Linked DNA regions of Mus musculus: region 2 is linked to region 1. A link is a contact called in public promoter capture Hi-C data. All regions are on one chromosome and are shown on one strand. The core of a region is the stretch at or near the end of the contact, and the rest is flanking DNA. Distances in the headings are between cores, read along the strand shown. Region 1 has its middle 19 kb from the start of Gm52714. Region 2 holds the start of Cptp (ceramide-1-phosphate transfer protein).

The links. Promoter capture Hi-C pulls out the DNA fragments that hold promoters and counts their contacts.
Region 2: a promoter capture Hi-C map of the HPC-7 cell line shows a contact between it and region 1. The contact joins the promoter of Cptp here to the enhancer-like site in region 1. A contact is called at or near these places in 4 of 39 promoter capture datasets (the HPC-7 cell line, cranial neural crest, liver and 1 more), 3 of 484 Hi-C or Micro-C datasets (the AML12 cell line, liver and nephron progenitors), 5 of 115 datasets of contacts at active chromatin or transcription factors (craniofacial prominence and embryonic stem cells) and 1 of 9 other capture datasets (liver).

Annotation. Positions count from the first base shown.
Region 1 is chr4:156,079,743-156,087,434 of GRCm38.p6, forward strand. No RefSeq gene overlaps it. Among named protein-coding and RNA genes, the nearest start is that of Gm52714, 19 kb to the left of the region's middle. Within about 2 kb of position 3,134, at least 34 of the 459 cell types and tissues checked have an H3K27ac peak or open chromatin away from gene starts, as enhancers often do. A contact at or near this core is called in the HPC-7 cell line and nephron progenitors, where this site is marked.
Region 2 is chr4:155,867,103-155,874,289 of GRCm38.p6, forward strand. Cptp (ceramide-1-phosphate transfer protein) reads right to left here and starts at 2,338. Exons shown (of 3, transcript NM_024472.4): 1 at 2,065-2,338; 2 at 11-235. The coding sequence starts at 132. Ints11 (integrator complex subunit 11) reads left to right here and starts at 2,465. Exons shown (of 17, transcript NM_028020.3): 1 at 2,465-2,618; 2 at 5,025-5,122; 3 at 5,748-5,821. The coding sequence starts at 2,591.

The DNA.
Region 1 (7,692 bases), core at 1,884-4,383:
AGAAAGTTCTAGAAGGTCCTACAATGTGAAGTCTATGGTCATTGGGCACTTTTGGGACCATCCCCATTCCTACTCCCTGGGGAGGTAGCAAAACCTCCCTCCTGGTCCTGTCCAGGAGATAGATGTGTATGTATGTATGTATGTATGTATGTATGTATTTATGTATGTATTTATGTATGTATTTATGTATGTATGTATGTAATCCAGGTTCAAAGCATTTGGCATCCAGAATGCCAGCAGCTTCTGTCCTAGTCAGCAGAGTGGTTGAGAGGAGAAAAGGGGACAGTGACCTTAGGATGCCACTAGAGGCTCTTGGGGCGTTAGGGGTGGGAAGACACCTATTTTAAGAGGTAGGACTATGACTTGATGATATCTAGTGTACAGTCTGAAGCCTTTGAAGGCAAAACACAGGTCAGCTTGGGGAGTGAAGTCATTGATTTAAAAGAAACTCCAAGAAGCCAGTCAGTTCCTCTTGGGCCTTGTGGGAACCTGTTAAAGAAGCCATGTCCCTCGAGTGGCTTCAAATGTTGCCTTGATGAAGCAGCTGGAGATGAGGCAAAGCTACACCTGGGACCCAGGGTGGTGACATGGAAAAGGAGAGGGACACAGAACTGAGGGCATGGTACTATACAAACTTGTTCAGGCCTTTGTGAAGTAAGGACTCCAGTCAGTCAAGATCATTGAGCAAGAATATGTGCTTAGACAGATCCTGGAGACCCATGGATAGAGAGAGGGGTGGCACTATTTGTTGGAGATGAGAGCTTGCATGTGAGAGAATCCCTAGTGACAAGAACAGGAAGATCTTGCAGCTGCTAAGATAGCCTAAGGCTTTGCAAAGATGAGAAGGTGAAGAGTTCAAGATAGCAGTGACCAGACAGGAATAACGAGGGTGTGACTTGAGGCCTCAGGGCTTCAGGGACTCCTTCAGAGAGCAGGCCTCTGCCACACTGATCAGCTAGGAGTTCTCCAGTAAAGGTTCCACCTACAGTCATCACCAGCCATGGAGTGGTAAAGTAGATTTCCACTCTCCATCCTGCTTTCCCAAGTCTTAGAAGACCCCCCCCTCCACTTCCCACCAAATGTCCTCTCTACGTTGCCTTCCTTCACCATCTACCTCTAACAATCCTTCTTAGAGGTGGCTCTGTCAGGACAAACCTGGACGCCTGTTGTGAACCCTGACTTGGGCCTCTTTGGATGTCTCCTTTCCTCCAGGTGCTCTCTGGTTCTAGGCACCTGTGGGGAGCTCTGGGGTCCTTCCTGTATCTCTGCTACATGGCTTTTGACCGTGAGAAATTAATTTCCACCAGGACCCTGTATGGAGCTCTAGTTCCTGTGTTACGTAGCTATACTGAGGGTTTGTGAGGACTATAAAGCTATACCAGCACACAAAGGACTCCCAGAAGCCACTGCACCTGCTAAAGGACTATATATCATTATGCCCTTTAAGGTGACTGGGAACTTCTGGTGATTGGGAAACAAATTCATTGTCCTCACAGGACAGCAAAGAGTAGTTTGAAGGAACTCAGTGTCAAGGTTTGTTCTGATTTACTCACTGGGATTGGAGCTTGAGGAGATAAATAATTTGAGACCATGGACAGCAGGCCAGGTGGGCAAGAGGCTCTGGCATTTCACACATTATAGTTTTACACTGATTCTTGGGGGGGAAAAAAATCAGTTTCCCTGACACTAGTGTCAAGCACTCAGTAAGGAACACAAGTTAATCAAACATTTTTTTCAAGAAAGGCAATTTGGGGCATAGTAGCTCACACCTTTAACCCTAGCATTGCAGAGACAGGTCGATTTCTGTGAGTTCCAAACCAACCTTGTCTACATTGTGAGTTACAGGCCATCCAGGGCTACACATAAAACAATAACAAGAGTCTACCTTCAGGGATACACTTTTCCCCACCCACAGGGACAAACTCCAAGGAACTGCCATATCCAGGCCAGATAGGAACTCAGGTACTAACTTTAATAGATTGAAGTGTGTGTTTGGGTGTGTGTCTATGTGTTCCCAGAGCTCTTGCTATCCTTGGAAAGAAGGTTTAGCCCCACCCCCAGAAGCAGCCAGACTACCTTGTGCAACTGGGTTCAAGGCCAGAGCTTTATAATATGAGAGAGGAAGTAAAATGTTAAAATACAAGATTAGATGTGGCAGGCCGGGTGTGGTGGCACATGCCTTTAATCCCAGCACTCGGGAGGCAGAGGCAGGCGGATTTCTGAGTTTGAGGCCAGCCTGGTCTACAAAGTGAGTTCCAGGACAGCCAGGGCTATACAGAGAAACCCTGTCTCGAAAAAAAAAATAGTCTTAGATTTCTATAATTCAATGCCAGCCTGGGCCATATGAGACCCCACCCCCAACCCCCCACAACAGCAAAGCTGGAGAGATGGCTTAGCGGATAAAGCCATTTGGCATCAAGACTGACAATCTGAAATCAACTCTGGGACACACATGATAAAAGGAAAGGACATACTCCTGTGGTGTCCTTTGATCTCCGTATGCACACCCACACAAATGCACTCAAAAATAAACAAATGTTTAAAAAGTAAAAACAAATCACAACAAAGGAAATGCAACCCCTGAAACAGAAGAATAGGAAATTCCAAATTGGAAGAGCCACTGGCAGCTCAGCAGAAAGGGAGAGAGAGTAAACCTATGTGAAGCTTCATATTTGTGGAATGCCAGAGCCATACAGACAAAAGAAAGCCCCCAAAACGTCAGAGAAAAAGCAAAAGTCAAGTTTCATACCAAAACCAGGGATTAAAACAGTCTTACCTATGTCTACAGAGGCCCTGGAGAACACTTGGAAGATGTGTACAGCCACAAAATGACCCAGCTGAACTACCATCATAATAGTATCATGGAATAAAAGTCTCAAAGCCATATGTTTACTATAACCTCCTTTTAAGTGGCTACAGGAGGACCATCTACTTTGGCAAAGAGCAACCCAGGAACTATGAGCTCCAGATCCAGAGAATCTGATGAAGGAGGTGGAGGATTCTTCAGGGTGAAAACCAGCGGCCACCTCAAGATGCCAACCCCACCCCCGCACAAAAGGCTCAGGCTGAGAGCCTTTCCCAGAAAGGCCCAGTACAGATGAGTTAGTAATTTGATCAGAGAAAACTAAGCAAGCAAGAAGAGAAAGGCAATTATTAACCCTTTGGAAAAGCACAAGAGTTCAAGTTAGAACATGTATCAGAAGCCATAGGCCTCTCAAATGCAGATCTTGTTGTCGCAAAACAGTTTAACTGAACTCCTAGCATAACTACAGGAAAGAAAGAGAAAAAGAGGAAGAGAAAACTCAAGGATTCAGTGCCAAGACAAGAGGCGAGAGAAAGATAAACATGCTCCCCCCTTGGTGAGGTCAGTGAGTAGCAGCTTAGTCCTGTCAGGGCAAGTGACAATGAATCCCACTAGAGTTGGGGCAAGCTGAAAGTAGGGTGTGACTGAGAAAATGCTTCTCTAAGTCTTATAGAACATTTGTCTCTAACTACATTCACATATAACGCTACTAGAGAATGAAAGTTAAAGTTATACTGGGGTTCTCTCTGTGAGACCTGAGAGTGATAAAATAATGTGATAACCTTCAACTAAAGTCTGCTTAAGTAGCTGTTTTTATTCCTGAGAATGTATCTCTAAATCACCTTTCCCACTCTTTGACAATAGACATTTCACATTTTACATTTCACCTTGCCTTGATGGTTGAAACTGGCTAGGGTTTCCCATTATGGTGTGGCCTCATGAGGTCCAATTTCCTCTACCCATGTTAAATGGCCTCTGTATGCCTCCTACCTGGCACAGTGCCCAGAAGCCTTGCATGTGAGGCCAAGGACAGGCCCACGCTTGTAATACCTGGACGTCTGGGTCTCCAGCAGCCTGAATTTCAGCTTTAACAGAGCAAACCTGGGACACCCAGCCTTACCCTAGCTTACTCCAGATCCTCCAGGTAAGGGGGAAGTTAAGTATACGTGTGACGTATACGTGTGGCTCCATTAATGGAATGGATCATGAGCGCTCCCCAGGTACCAGACAGGCTGGACGCAGTTGGACCAGGTTAGGATCTTCACAGCCATCTTTTCCCACAGGAAGCTTAAGACATCTATAAAACATCACTGTGGCTCAATACCCCTAATTTCTCCCATGTTTTTCTATAAAACTTTCTCAGGCCATGGCTATTTCCAAATAATCCAAGATCACAGTGTGATCCTCATCCCAACTTAAAGTGGCAGTGGCTTTCTGGAAGACCTTTTACCGCCCTTGCAGAAAGAGCCTCCTCTCACGTAGACTTAAGCCCACGATTGTGTCTGAGTGTCCGGCCTGACATATCCCAGAAAACACCCTTCCAAGACACTGACATCGTACATACAGGCCCAGGAAGAAAAGCCTTCAGGGCAGTGCCTTGGGGCTACTCAAAATCAGAGAGTAACCAAAGTAACTGCAAGTCCACAGATAATTGTTTCAGTTCCCCCACAGACTCTGGTCGAGTCTCAGTCCTACCTGGTCCCTGGGGCCTCAGGTGCCTTGTGGACTAGCAGGGCTCTCTTATCACGGCCTGCCTGGACGGAATGTGGTGAAAACCTTTGCCTGGTACAACTGCCGCTGCTCCACAGCCCAGGAATTTTGTGTTGAATAATTTTTAACTTCTGCTCTGAGAAAAAACAGGGTTTGTGTATAATGTTCATCGGCACAGGAATGCCAAGGGGCTTTCATTGAAAAGTGAAGACTTGGTAATAATGAGGAAAGCCTGACTTGAAGTTACAGGAACACAAACAACAAAAAAAAAGTCAGAAAAAAGCAGTCCTGGGGGCTTACAGACCCTGCTGGTATCTAGTCCTGGATGCTGAGCCCTGGACACTTACAATTCAAGGACAACAAACAGCCCTCCCTGGAGAGAAACAGAACATTGTGGGGGTAGGGGCAACTCCCTTTTCCAGGGGAGGTTTGTGTTTCCTGATAGGAATAGAACCACCCTCCTCCACACATTTCTGCATGGACTACTTGTTCTGTGGTCACTCACCCCATCTGGCCCCTATCGCAGTGAAATGTCCTATGATTTTTAAAGAACTTTGTATTACAGAAATTGCCCTGTCAAGAACCGCTTTGTACCCTTTAGCTGGCTTTCACAACCACTACACGCATTCTCAGTGGTGGGCACTCACACGGCTACTGCAGAAGGGTAGGTCCCATCTTCTTCAATACTCAGGCTTGTTCCCTGCCTTCAGGTCACGCCTCCGTCACCCACCAAGGCCCTGAGCCATCTATTAGTCTCAGACCTTTTTGCTCTGCCCTGGTGGGAGTCAAAAGTGATGATGACCTCAGGACTTTGGAGCTGGACAAGGAGGAGACAGAGTGTGGCAGCCATGGGCCCTGTGGCCACTTGATGGGAAGGTAGGCCGTGAGTAGGGTCCGCAGAAGACAAGTGTAGACCCACCAGGCTACAGAGGACAAACAGTCCTCAGACAAAGACTTTGTTTTACCTTAGGAGGGGTTTGCTGGCTTGCCCTTGTACTTCTGTGCCCTATTTCCTATGGAGTGTTCAACAAAGATCATTTTTATTATGAACACTAACCCTGTTTCCCTTAGCATCGAGTATAAGATGCATCCATATGACCTCTGCGTTGTTACCAACTCATGTGCTGGGACAGTGTTCGGTGCAAGGTTCTGCAGGGGAACTCACTGTTATCCTGGGTCTCTTTCAGACTTCCCTGTCTACTCGCTTAGGATCCCTGTCACACAAGCTCCAGCGCTTAGCCTTGCCAACTGATAGGTGATTTGAGCCCTTCTCAGCCTTTTATTTGCGTGTCTCTGACTACTGATTCTGGGCCTGAGTTCAGGGCACCCTTTTATGAAAATGACACTCACAGCCTCGTGCTAGTTTTCCCACTATGGTATTGTAGAACTCCCATTCGTCCAACCCCAATAATATTTAAATTATTTTTATTACAAGTTATTTGTCAATCATGTGTGTGTGTGTGTTGATGTTACCCACTGATTCATCTCGTCAGCTCCTAATCATATTTTAATATGGCTTATAGATGAGAAGTCAAGGCCTGGTACCTTTCTCCAGCCCATCTCAGATCCCAGAGGTGGGTAGCTTGCTGAGGAAAACTGAATTCCATTTTCTTCCCCATCACATACTTGTTTTACACACCTGATAAACTCATCACCTTGGCTTGTGGACTTCTGTTAGTGTATGTTGTTGGAGGCCTCTGCCTATACATCATTTGTTCCTGCGCTAAATACAAATATAGCAATTGCTTTTTCATAGGCCCTTAGCATCTGAAGGAGCTAACTCTCTCTGTTCTTTCTCTAATCTTAAGGATTATTTATTTATACTTAAGGATTATTTATTTATTTATTTATTTATTTATTTATTTTTGTTGTTGTTGGTGGTGGTGGGTTTTTTTTGTTTGGTTGGTTGTTTTTTTGAGACAGGGTTTCTCTATGTGACTCTGATTGTCCTGATTCTCACTATATAGACCAGGCTGGCCTGGAACTCCAAGAGATCAGCTTACCTCTGCCTCCTGGGTGCTGTAATAAAGGTGTGTGCCACCATGACTGGATTTATTCACATCTTTTTATTTCATCATTATTAGGGTAAGTTTATCTAGTTCCTGAATTTTTTTCAGATGAGGCTTGGAATAGGTTTTGTAGGTGTCTAGGAGATCTAGGAGCTGGGTTCTAATAGTGTTTGATCTTCCCAGAGACTGGAGACATCTAAATAGGCTCAAGTTCCTTGAATTTTAAAGATTTGGATAGGTGTGGTATGCACTAACATAAGTTAATTACTAGATACTACCATGAATTCTATTTTTTTCTAATTAGTTATTGCTGATGTTGAAAATACTATCTAATTTTGTTGATGTTGTGTTTTTTTTCTATTAAAAATTGAGGTAAGTCAGGAGATGGTGGTGCACATCTTTAAGCCCAGAACTAGAGAGGCAAAGACAGGTCATTCTCTGAGTTTGAAGCTACCCTGGTCTACAGAGTGAGTTCCAACCCTATCTTTCTTTTGTTTTTGTTTTTTTCGAGACAAAGTTTCTCTGTATAGTCCTGGCTGTCCTGGAACTCACTTTGTAGACCAGGCTGGCCTCAAACTCAGAAATCTGCCTGCCTCTGCCTCCCGAGTGCTGGGATTAAAGGTGTGTGCCACCATGCCCGGCTTGAGAAACCCATTTTGAAAAACCAAAAAAGAAGGAAGAGGAGGAGGAGGAGGAGGAGGAGGAGGAGGAGGAGGAGGAGGAGGAGGAAAGGGAGAAGGGAGAAGAAGGGAGAAGGGAAAAGAAGAAGGGAAAAGAAGAGAGAAGAAGAAGGGAGAAGAAGGGAGAAGGGAGAAAGGGAGAAGGGAGGGAGAAGGGAGCAGGAGGAGGAGGAGGAGGAGAAGAAGAAAAAGAAAGAAAGAAAGAAAGAAAGAAAGAAAGAAAGAAAGAAAGAAAGAAAGAAAGAAAAGTTGGATGTGGTGGCACAAGCCTGTAATCCCTGCATTTGAAAGGCTGAAGCCAAGAATTAAAAAATCTAACACCAGCCTGGGATACAGCCTGACTCAAAAAAAGAAATGAATTTTTAAAAAGAAGAGGTGAAATTTACTCTAAACTAACCATTTAAAAGTGTGTGCCTTGATGTTTACCAGCCTGGGAAACACCATTTCACCTGTCATTAGAATGTTATTGTGTTTGTACTTCCTGGAGACT
Region 2 (7,187 bases), core at 1,088-3,587, 210 kb before region 1:
GTAGACGCACCTGACAAGTCCCTTCCAGCCGGCAATATAGTGGTCCAGCAGCACCTCTCCCTTGTCAGTGAGACACTGCTTGAAGCTGACCAGGACGACTTTAAGGTTGAAATCTTTCTCTGAGTCATCCATCTTCCAACACAAGCTGAAACAGTTTCACACAGAACGTGTAGTCGTCATGGTGGATTATCTCATTCTGTGGTTCATTTTCTCAGGAAGAGATTGGGCAGAAGATCTGAAAGAAATAGTGCAGTGCTAAAACTGTCTCCTGAGAATCACGGTGAAGTTCTATCCCTTCACCTGAGTGCTTTCACCAGAAACCACAAGCTTTTCCACAAGCCACTTTGACCCTGCTGTGCCCTTTAGTCCTGTACCCACAGATCTTGCCATGGCTGCTCCTTGTCCTTCAGGCTAATCTGTTCCTGACCTGAGACTTCACAGCTGCACTGATGGCATCTGCTGTTGCTTCTTACAGTTTCGTTTTTTCTCTTCCTTAGAGCATGTTTCGTGCATTAGGGGAATTTAGGGGAATGTCCCTAAAAGGTGGGCACAGCCCTGGATCCTGGCCACACCCGGACCTCACTGGATTAGGCCAGCATTCTGATGGGAAGTTGCACTAAAACAAAAACAGGGACTTTAAATAAAATAAGTGGTCCTCACACAAGGAGAGGGTGTGAGGCTTTCCCTTCCTTTATCCGGGGTGTATCCCCCAAAATTAAAGCAGAGGCTGTGGGTTGGCATCTGCTAGACAGACAGATGGATACTCCTGTTGTTGAAATGGTATGTGTCCCCAAAAACCAGGGTAGCTGGACCAAAGGTCATACCACATACAAAGGATTGCTACAAGTTCTCCCACTAGCTCTAGAGAACATTCTGGAATTGGTCTAGGATAAAGGCCTTAAGGTAAGGCTGGGCTCTGTATTCTGTAAGCATTTTTACAGTCACTCCACAAACTTAAGTCTCCACACTTACTTGCTTATTTATTTATTTACAGTTGTGGGAACTGAACCTAAGGGCCTCTTGTATGCTGGACAGGTAATAGCCTAGGCAGGCCTTTAACTTTCTTTTTTAATTTGTTTTTTCAAGACAAGATTTCTCTGTGTAACCCTGGCTGTCCTGGAGCTTACTCTGTAAATCAGGCTGATCTTGAACTCAGATCTGCCTGTCTGGGATTAAAGTGCTGGGGTTAAAGGTGTGTGCCACCATGTCAAACTAGGCCTTTTACTTTCAATCTTTCTGCTTCCCGAGTAGCTAGAACTACAAGTTTGTGCCACTAGGCTCCTTTTGTGTTCACATGTTGGATGGGTCACTCTAAGCACCCAGTCCCTACCTTTCCTGCTATCTTAACAGCCTTGCCTTGATGTCCAGGACCAACTCTGTGGGATGTGGCTGCATTACACTTATGTCCAACACTTACCACCAGTCCTGGAGATTCTTGTGGATTCCTGCCTTAACCTCTGTACCATCAGGCCTTCAAAAACCCACCCCTATCCAGTGTGCAACGTATCTGTGTGCAAGTTTTTTCTTTCCTTCACACAGTCCTAGGTCTCAGTCCTTCAGCTCTGGGAGTGTGGTCTACATGTCTCCCCGGTCCATGTAAATGGTGACAGGGCCTCATGGGTTGGACTGGATGCCTGTCGCAAGTTCCAGACTTAGGAGATGGGCTCACCTTGTGTTTAGGTGTCAGGGACAGCCCCGCCTGGGCCTCAAAGTTGGCGACGCCCAGAATCTTGCGATACACCCTCGGCCTGTTTGCTGTCCCGTGGGTCAATAGTCTCTATGCCGCCCCCCTCACCCCAGTTCTTTTTTGGCCACCTAACAATCCTGCGGCCAGGCCTTCCTGCCCAGAGCCTGAGCCAAGTAGCCTCTTAGAACTGTCCGCGGTAAACCCGGAAAGAACAGGAAGGGAGAGCAGCTCGCCAGCTCCCGGAAGGTGATCCAGCTCCCTCTGATGATCAAGCTAAACAGGATGGACAGCCGGGCAAAGGCCCACAAGCTGGCACCCAGCATACACCTAGGCGTAGCAGCAAGCCAGGGTGGTGCAGAGAAGTCTACAAATCTCACCTGAGATGGGTTCCGATGGTGGGGGAGTGGTGGTCTCTACTCCCGCGGAGGGCAAAGGGTGCAGCAGAGGCCAGCGATGGGGAGGGTTGATCAAAGCTACAATTAGGCTGCTGTGGGAGACGATTCTTTGCCAGTCCGCCCCGGTGGTGTACAGAGACGTGGCTCTGCCGCCTGGTTCACGTCAGGTAAGGGTCCCCGTCCCCATGCTTTCCCCTCAAGCTCGGAGCCTGCGGTTGAGCAGAAACCTGGAGCTGCAACCCAAAGTCCAGCCTCTGCCCCGCCCTCCGCTGCCCCGCCAGCCATCCCAATTGGTTGCTGATCATCCAATTAGAACTCGACATATCCGCCTGCGTTTCCGGCGCGAGGGCAGGAAGGGGGCGGTCTCGGCGGTTGCGCCTGCGCGCAGTGCGGAGGGACTCGCCGCGGCCGGGCGTCTGATGTGAGCGCGCGCGGGGTCTGCCTGCGGCTCTCCTGCGGGCGGTGCACGCGAGCCGTGGAGCCGTGGTTCGAGGCGACCTCCCTGACCATGCCCGAGATTAGGGTCACTCCCTTGGGTGAGTCCGAGTCCTAAGCATCTTCCGCGGCGTCCGGAGAGTCGGATGGGTCCCTTCATCTCCGTAGCCGTTTGATCATCTGCTCGTCCCAGGGAGCGGAAGCCGGAGTAGACAGTTTCAGAGCCAGTGCCTCCCTTTTCTCTGTCTGGCACGGGGGGTCGACGAGATGTGGGTTTGATTCCTGGTCCTAGAGCTCGATATGAGTCACGGAGGGCCAGCTTCTGTACCTGGGCTGCTTACGATGGTCGTGAGGTGAAATGAGCCTCGCCTGTCGGTGGTGTTGAATCCAGCACAGAAATCGTCCTGGCGACTTTCCGCTCCTGCATTTGGACGGTTGTTTCAAAGCCCCTCTTACTTCTGCTCACCACCACTACCACCACCACCACCACCCCCAAGCGCTTCTTCATGTTCAGGTTGCTTGCTATCCTTCAGATCAGTAACCAGTCTTTGTGTCTGGTCTATCCCGAATTGTTAAAAGTATATTTGTTCATCGTAGAAAACATAGATCTAGACCTCTAAGATCACCAATAGCATAGGATGGCTGTGAAAGAGAAAACAACCGTTTGAAATCTGGGGTTTCGCTGGGCGGTGGTGGTGCACGCCTTTAATCCCAGCACTTGGGAGGCAGAGGCAGGCGGATTTCTGAGTTCGAGGCCAGCCTGGTCTACAGAGTGAGTTCCAGGACAGTCAGGGCTACACAGAGAAACCCTGTCTCGAAAAACCAAACAAACAAAGAAAAAAACCTGGGGTTTCAGAACCTCCCAAATGTCCCTGGGTTTTACTTCCTGCATGTGTGCAGGGTGTGGGGAGCACTTTCCTATTCATGGTCCCGGTCTCTAGGTCATCTTGGCTAAAACTTCGAGTCTTCTCAACTCACTGCATCACAGGGCCTTAGCAGACGCAACTTCTCATACTGTTTTTTTGTTTTTGTTTTTTTGTCTTGTTTGGTTGGTTGGTTTTTCGAGACAGGGTTTCTCTGTGTAGCCCTAGCTGTCCTGGAACTCACTCTGTAGATCTCATACTGACTAAATACTAATTAGCTTAAACGATGAAGCATATTCATTGACCTGGCTCCCCAATGCCCCCTACCACCACTGGGAAAGTTTTGTTCTCTGCCACAGTTCTGAAATTTTTGGAACAGCTATTAAATCCCCATGTAATGTACTCAGTGACTTATTGCCTCTTCCCCCTACCGTGTAATTCTGCTCTATTCAGGGATGTGTGGTCAAGGTAGTATTCTTTACTTTCTTGTCAGTTTTGTTTTCTCATCCTTTTCCCCTGGAGTTGTAAATCTCTTTGGGAAGAACGTTTGCCAGTGCCCAAGAACTGGGCTTTGTAATTTAAAAATGTATACTTTGGCACCTTTCTTGGTAGTCATGTAATGATGGGCACCTGTGATGTCAGGTAACTTTTGTAAACGTGCAGCCATTCCCCTTCTATAAGTTCAGTTTAAGGGCAGCAGGGCCTGGCACAGCTTCAGGGCTAAAGGAACTATGGGGAGGGATGCTAAAAGCTTTCTTTCAGGGAACACACATCTAGAGGGGACAGCAGCAGGCCTGCAGAAAAATCTAAGCTTGATGGCTCCTCAGCGTCATTGTGGATGCCTACGTAAGGAAAGCAGACTGGGCCATGGCTGGTCACCATGATATTTGTGGTGCTGATGATAGTTGCTGGTGCCTCCAGTTGGCGGTGGAAACCGTAGGATCCAAGATGGCAGCAGGGCTGTTGGTTGTCTTCAGGTTGCTGTTGAGACTTGGCCCACGTCTCTCTCCTTATGGATACAGATCCCAGGAGAGATAACAGTTAGTTAAATGTGTCCTATGTGGTCAGTATCTTGGGCTGGGATGACTGCTTATGTCATCCGGAGCATGGGAGGAACTCCCATTGAGGCTGAGCTAGGGGTATGGGGCCTGTGCTGCTCACTGACCAAAGTTTTGCCGTCAGTCATGTTTATTTGTGGTTAGCCTGAGGCCACATGGCTTCATTCAACACTAGACCTCAGGATCCAGGCCTCAGCCTCTTCGGGAAGACATTTCAGGGAAGAAAGCCTCACTGGTTTGCAGCCCCGTAGAGGGTCAAGGCTAGATAATTTGAGTTAGGTTTGAGGACAGCAGTATTGTTTACAGAGCACTGGCTTGTGTTTGTTCAGTGTTGGGAACTGCAGCCAGTGCTCAGTGCTCTGCTAACAATTCGTCACACCTTTGAGATGCGCGGGAAAGCGTGGTGAGGGAGGGCAGGAGCCCCTAGCACAGCACCTTATCTCACTGTTGTGCATTTCCTTAACCTTCGTGTGAAGGTATAAGTGGTTCCGTGTTGGTCAGCCCGTGCAGTAGTGAGGGAAGGAAACTTGGGGGAAAGAGGGAGGAACCGTGGCCTTGTCTTTCACTTGTCCTTCTCTTTGAGTAGGGGCTGGCCAGGATGTAGGCCGAAGCTGCATCTTGGTCTCCATTTCGGGGAAGAATGTCATGTTGGACTGTGGGATGCACATGGGCTACAATGATGACGTGAGTACTGTGCGTGAGTGGTCCAGAGCGCTGCAAGGGCCACAACTTACTTTCTAATCATGTTCTTTCTATCTAGTCCTGGGGCCTTAGGGGATAAATGGGGCAAGTGGGCAACAGAAGCATGCCTGGATAGCTATACCCTTGCAGCATGGGGTGGGTGGCCCTGAACACAGAACTTAAAAATAGATAGGCCTCTTAAGGATTTTTTTGGGGGGAGGGGGGGGCGCGGTGGTCCAGACAGGGTTTCTCTGTGTAGCCCTGGCTGTCCTAGAACTTATTCTGTAGACCAGACTGGCCTTGAACTCAGAAATCTGCCTGCCTCTGCTTCCCAAGTTCTGGGATTAAAGGCGTGCACTACCAATGTCCAGCTCTCATAAGGATTCTTGAGTTTGGTCATGATTGGACCCTTTCAGCTTAGGGACTTGCTCAGATCGTAGTTTGTGAGGTCAGTTAGTAACGTGACCTTTCCATGAGGTTATAAACCGGCAGTGGCCTAGGTGCCACCCAGCAATGTAGGGGTCCTCTGATCCTTTGCTGGGGCCACTCCCTGGGGTACACCAGTCTTGCTTTCAGGAGACCCTGGGTAGCCTGAAGCAGTCTAACTTTTCTCTTGTCTTCTCATCAGAGGCGCTTTCCTGACTTTTCTTACATCACCCAGAGTGGCCGCCTGACTGACTTTCTGGACTGTGTGATCATCAGGTAGGTTGTCATGGTTTTGGTGGTCCTTCCTTGTACCCTACTATGGATGCCAAAGGCCATGTGTGCTACCCAAGCTACATTGTGGGTCACTCTTAGGGATGGTCATTATACTCTCAGAGCCAGGAAGATGGTTATACCTATTGACTATGCTCTCAAGTCTCACACCTAACAGGTACCCCAGGAAGTAGAGACATGGCCAAGGTACCTAGTACCAAGATGTTCCAAGTGCGGGGCCACTCCAGCCTAGATGAGTCCCTGAGACCCTTCCCCACTAGCACCTAGCAACTGTGACTGCACCCTCACCAGTTCTCCCCATTTTGCTTGCTAAGTGTGTCTGGGTCTCTCTGCTTGTACTTCCTTTTCTAACCAAGCCTCAGTTCTCCTCTTCCTTTGCTGTCTCAAGAGTGCTAAGCCCTGCCGCTCACATTGGCCATTGCTGATACTCGAGTCAGTTCATGGTCTAGCCTCCAACTGCTACCACTACCGATTGGTAGAGCTGAGTGAGGGGAGACACTTTGTCTTTTCTTCAGCTCCCATTCTCATTTTGTTGTTGTTGTTGTTTGTTTGTTTGTTTGTTTGTTTGTTTTTTTGAGACAGGGTTTCTCTGTAGTCCTGGCTGTGCTGGAACTCACTCTGTAGACCAGGCTGGTCTTGAACTCAGAAATTCACCTGCCTCTGCCTCCCAAGTGCTGGGATTAAAGGCGTGCGTCACCACGCCCGGCTCGGCTCCCATTCTTATGTCCTATCCAGACAGGCTGCCCAACCCCTTCCATAGTCCCTGCTGACACCCACTCTGTCTGTAGCACTTCCCTTCAGCATCTCCTCTGCTGTGAGTGGTCCTGGGGGCCTGAAGCAGCCATCTGGATAAGCGCTATACTCGCAGCTCAGGCTTTGGAAATTTGGTCCATTCTGGACATGGCTCTCCCACTCCCTGCCTGCTGTGGTTTCACTGTCCGCATTCTTTCTGCTCCCTCGATTGAGCCGTCTCAGTTCTCTCTTGGCTCTACCAGAAAGACTTCATGACTACCTGGTGTGGTGTGTTCCGTGGCCTGCCTTAGATTTCCTCACCGACTTGTCACTGTCTGATTCAAATCTGACTCAGGTGGTGTGTGATTGTATGTATTTGTAGGAGGCCATAGACAACCTCAGGGCTGTTCCTCTTTAGTCATCATTCCCTTTGTGGTTTATGGTTTGTTTGTTTGTTTGTTTTCCTCTAAGACAGGATTTCTTTATATAGCCTTGTCTGTCCTGTCTTGGAGCTCACTCTGTAGACCAGGCTGGCCTTGAACTCACTCTGTAAACCAGGCTGGCCTTGAACTCACTCTGTAGACCAGGCTGGCCTTGAACTCACTCTGTAGACCAGGCT